Regions from separate parts of the Gossypium raimondii genome. Here region 2 is linked to region 1. Evidence: chromatin contacts called from public Hi-C data. All regions are on one chromosome and are shown on one strand. Each heading gives the region's core, a stretch centred on a gene start, on an enhancer-like site or on the middle of the called end of the contact. The rest is flanking DNA. Distances are from core to core; before and after follow the strand shown. Region 1 holds the start of LOC105792646 (NADH--cytochrome b5 reductase 1). Region 2 overlaps LOC105792647 (protein DETOXIFICATION 21).

Region 1 (2,699 bases), core at 143-2,642:
TTCCAGCATCACCTATATTTAAATATGCATTTCCTTTCCCCATAATACGTGCATCAAATTTTTCCTTTCCTTTTAATTTTGCAAAAGAATCATCGGAGATCATCCCATCCCGATCACCTGCACTTATTTCCGTATTATCCAATCCATTTAAGGTCGAGAATCTTGATCCCAAACTCGTCTTTTCTAGAGCCCCCTCCCTTTGATTACGTTGATCCCTCTGTCCTTGTCGTGCTCTTCGCTCCACCACCATCCATGGTTCGAACGTCAAACTTTCACCATTGATCGTTGAATTTGATGACTCCGAATTATCACTATTTTTTTCGGTCTCAAAGCTTGTCTCTGTCGCTGGCGAAGTGCACATCTCTTTCAAGTAACCATATTTTCCACACGAAAAACATGTGGTTGGCAAGGCTTTATATTCCACCCGAATTAGTTCCCCATTCACCAAAACTTGGGACACCAAAGGTCTATCAAGATCTACAAAAACTGTCATTCTAGTGAAACAGCCCCTAGTTTTTTTATCAGTGTTGAAATCGAGCTTGGCCACTTTGTCCACCAGTCCTCCTACTACTTCCAAAATTCCAAAACCTGGAAGACCCGACATTCTGATCCATGCCAATAGCACACTCGGATAAGGTTTCTTAAGGTTGAAAATTTTTGTCCATGACTGAACAGGGAGGTATTGACCATATATAATCTATGATCCTTGCGTAAGGACTTTATTATAATCCTCAATACACTAAAGTTTAGCCAGTAAATAGTCATTCTCAGTATCCATTAGATGAAACGATTTTGGAGGTCGTCGTAAACTACTGATCCGATTAAACAAGGCGACGTATCTAATATTTTGACCCAACAACTTCAACACTCCGTTGTCTCCATGTCCTTAAAAAGGATCTATTAGATACGATCTGAAAACTAAATAGCTAGAATTCCATTAACCATGGACTTCTTAACGCCACCTTCCAAAAATTCCAAATCTTCAACAATATCAACCTTAGTATATCGGAATCCTTCCTCTTGAACTGAAACCCCTTTCCCCAGCAGCATCTGTTTCCAAGAAACTTTTAGTTACGGATCCAAATCCACGGCCATATCATCATGAACATCACCATCACCCTCTTTAAATCGGATTTTTTTTGTTTCCCGATCATCAGCAGACCGAGATTCAGAGATCTTATCCTTTTCCAGAGAAATATCCATTGAACGAAGAAAAATTATATTCATGAATCAATTAATTCAATGCCTCTTAACCAATACCTCAAACCCAACCAATCGGTTTGGTCAAATCCTGAAAACACATAATTATAAAAATTTAAAAATTAAATCGATTGAACGTCATACACTCATATTTGACTGATGACATCAATATATATATTTTTTCTTATAAGAAATGAGCTCTGCTAAATGGGTTGCCGATTACACCAAATGTTTACAAATTTTGACTCCCTTTCTCTTCTCTGCCAGGAACTGAGCCAAAACAAAATAAAGCACCTTTTGCATGAGTTAAAACAAGGAATAAATACCCCATTTTTCCTCCCCTGTCCTATCCATTAATTAGAAATTTGGGGGTCTTTTTATTAGAACTTAGAAAGATAAGATCTTGGGGTATAGTTGGAATCAGGATCATGGATTTGGAATTCTTGCAATCTATGGATATTCAGATTCTTGTTGGTGTAGCTGTAGCTGCTTTAGCCATTGTTGTTGGTGCTGTTTATCTGTTTGCCTCTACGAAATCCAAAGGTTTTGCCTTTTTCCATATCTTTTACCAGTATTGATTGATTGTTCTTGGAATTTCACTTATTGGGTGTACCAAATTCTGGATTTTTGTGTGTTTATATCTATTGGTTAATGGGGTTTTCGTTGGTTCGTTTGGTACTGATTCAGATATTAGCTTCCTGTTGTTAGTGAATAGAAGATGAAACTGGAAATATAGAAGATGAAACTGGAAATTGTTGCAATTGTTTTGCTATTGTTCTTGATTTGTTCTGGTTCTTGCTTGTTTTGGGGATTATTAATTGAAAGTATGGTAGGATATAGTTCTGTTCTTCTTTAGATTATGAAATCAGATGCTGGATAGTGGATGACTGACACAGTCATGTGATTGCTAATCAAGTTGTTTCGGATTCCATAAGTATTGAATGCCATGCTTAATTGCAGACTTGAGGCAGTGAGCAATTATAGCTTTGCTTTCTAAGTTAGCTTAATGACTGATCGAGGCTGGTATTATGTGGCTCTTATAAAGAACATTGTACAATGGAAGCACTATTAAGTTGCTCACCTAGTTGTATGTGCTTTTAGGCTGTCTAGATCCAGAGAATTTCAAAGAGTTTAAACTTGTGAAGCGCCAACAGCTGAGCCATAATGTGGCGAAGTTCACATTTGAACTTCCTACACCTACTTCAGCTTTGGGTCTTCCCATTGGACAGCATATAAGTTGCAGGTTAAGTTGATTGTATTTATCTTTCTCGAATTTCCAAAAACTTCTGATCGTGAATATCATAAAAGTTGGATTTTTTTCATTTTAATAGGGGCAAGGATAGCCAAGGTGAAGAGGTTATTAAACCATATACACCTACAACATTGGATTCTGATGTTGGTTATTTCGAATTAGTTATTAAGGTACTTGCTTGAAACTTCTTGCTGGTTGGAGTTGACCTTGTGTGATATTATACTTATCCGGGTGCTCATATCAATTG
Region 2 (2,699 bases), core at 83-2,582, 34 kb after region 1:
CTTGTACTTATTATTATCATCTGGAAAACTGACTGGGACAAACAGGTAAGCTTCAAACTTTCCTTGTTTCAAAAACAACATACTCTGATATTATATATATATATATATCATTTATCTGCAGGTTCTCTTGGCTCAGTCGCGAGTTAACAAGTGGTTTGTACCAAATTCCAGGGAAACAAACAACCACCAAGAAAATGGTGCTTGAAGGGGCTAATCCTCTTTTTCTTTCTAGTTAAACCCGTTAATATCGAATGATTCAATCGATTAAAACGAATTATGTTGGATTTATATAAGATAGAAAGTTAGACAATAAATTTAATATTAAAAATTTATAATTGATAATCAACTAACATAATCTATTATAAACTACTTTGATTCAACTCACTCGATGAAAATTCATTTGGTTCGATCACATCTTAGCATCTTTCTATCCCGTGCACCATGACCCACTTGATAATTCATGATAATTCTGCTACACTTTTTTATAATATCTCAAAATCATGTCTTATCACAACTTAAAAAGGTTCTCCATGATTGTACCACTAATCCTATACGTAAAACATTTATCGAGGACACTTGCATAAATCTCCTCGTTCATGTATGCTCTCCTTCATCACTCAAAAGATTTAAGGGTAAACTATATTGCAAGTCACCCAATTATGTTTAAGTTTTTGTTTCGGTCATTCAACTATAAAAAGTTACAAAATGATCATTCAATTAATCGCGTTTGTCTTTTTTGGTTCAGTTCGGTTAACTGTCAGTTAAACCTAATCATGAGTCGGGCCACTTGCTCAGGCCCAAAGGCCCACCCAAAAAGTGGAAGAATTTGGGAAAAAATATAGGCCCGAAAAAATAGGTTTTGACAAAAAATAATGTCCGTTTTCTAAACAAGTCAGGCCTTGGGTAAGATTTTTTTGGCTCAGGCCCGTCCGAAATTGCTTATTTTTTTTTACTGTTGTTTTGCTATCGTTTGTTGTTATTTGCTGTAATTTTGATGTTGTTTTGCTACCATTTTGTTACTATTGTTTAGATATTGTATAACTCTTGTTTTATTATCAATTTTGTTACTATTTTAGGGTCATTTGCTTGCTAAGTTACAACTATCTTAATCTTATTTAAGTATGAAAACTTGTTTTGAATGTATTTCCAATTTATTGGAAAACACTTATTTTAATGTTTTTATTTTATTTAATGTATTGTATCTTTTAAATTTATTTTTATATAAAAAATAATATAAATTTTTTTTAATACGGGTAGGCTTAGCCGGACTCAAGTTTAGCATTTTTTATTTGGACCGGGCCTGAACAAAATTTTAGGCCTATTTTTCAGGCAGGGCTTGGGCCTAGAAAATGGGTATAAAATTTTGTATCGGCCCAACTCAAACCCCACCCATGATGAGGTCTACTGTCAATAACTTTGTGAAGAAGAGGAGAAGTGAATTCAAAAATTGATATAATAATAAATTTAGCCCTTAATATTTACGTATCATATTAATTAGGTCATGATTTAAAAAAATAACTTTCAACATTTACATATTATTTTAAATTATTCCTAATTCTAAAAAAAATTAAAAAAATAATAACAATAATCATTTTTGAGAATGAAAGATCTTTTGGGTCAATAGAGAAGGATAGATTGGAAATTGACACATCTAAACCAACATGTCTTTAATTAGATTTTATTTGTTTTTTTTTAAATTTATATATATTTCTCACTAAATGTGAGAATTTCAAATATTATATATAAACAGTTAAATATATATTTTTTTTTTGTTTTTGTCTACAAAAGATGAACTGCCATGAAGTTTTGGATTTGCCAGATTTTTGGAAGATCTTAGCCATCAAAATTGAATATTTTTGAACCACATATATCATAAGATTTAATCTGAAATATTATATAATTGTATTGAGATTACACATTATATTAAAGAAGTAAGAGTACGAGATTATTGAAATATTGAGAATTCAAATACCATAATTTTATTCTGAAATATAATAATAGGTGCCATAAATATAACATTCTTAGACAAATGTTTTATTGTATAAAAACGAGGGTAGAATCATGAAAAACCATGGTTTTAAGATATTATAAAAAAATAGTAACGGAATTATTAGGAAATGTGAAGTAAGTAGTAATATAACCCAATGTTGGTCCATATCATTGAAGCAACTTCCAACCATAGGATGGTTTTTAACTTCCTTTGTAGTCAAATTCACCATTAAATTTGTGGCCCAGAAATCACATTTTCTGTATTTTCAAACTCCGTCATTAGTTGGGTTCTTAATTTCTTCAACTCCTCCATTTCGTTTGTTTGACTTGTGCCCATATCCAAACCATTAATTTGGGGGTTAATAATAGTTTTCATAATTTTGGGGTTTAATTAAAATGTTTAAAATTTTAAGAGGGCTAATTAGAGGGTTTGATTAAATTCTTTTAAACTTTTGAAAGTCTATTAAGTTATTTTAAAATTTTTAAAAGGTTTAATTAATTTTTTTTTAATTTTAAAGAGACCTAATTAAAATTTTGGAGAGACTAATGTGACATTCCACCCGTGCTGTCATCATACGTATTCTGAAAATCATGATTATAAGTTGGCTATCAATGATTTACATGTTCAAAATACATAATCTTTTATATGCCTCAAAATTTCTCCTATACTTTCAAAATTAAATTTTGTCTTGATAAATTAATTTTGGTAT

What was found. Hi-C and Micro-C count contacts between places; a contact is called where the count stands out from the background.
Region 2: a contact with region 1 is called in a Hi-C map of leaf, with 2.5 times the contacts expected there. The contact joins the enhancer-like site here to the promoter of LOC105792646 in region 1. A contact is called at or near these places in 2 of 2 Hi-C or Micro-C datasets (both in leaf).

The regions. Positions count from the first base shown.
Region 1 is chr8:59,460,862-59,463,560 of ASM2569854v1, forward strand. It overlaps LOC105792646 (NADH--cytochrome b5 reductase 1), which reads left to right and starts at 1,393. Exons shown (of 9, transcript XM_012621308.2): 1 at 1,393-1,743; 2 at 2,302-2,443; 3 at 2,532-2,622. The coding sequence starts at 1,629.
Region 2 is chr8:59,494,964-59,497,662 of ASM2569854v1, forward strand. LOC105792647 (protein DETOXIFICATION 21) reads left to right here. Exons shown (of 9, transcript XM_052634315.1): 9 at 122-384. The coding sequence ends at 205. Among protein-coding and RNA genes, the nearest start is that of LOC105792647, 12 kb to the left of the region's middle. Within about 2 kb of position 1,333, the one cell type or tissue checked has open chromatin away from gene starts, as enhancers often do. A contact at or near this core is called in leaf, where this site is marked.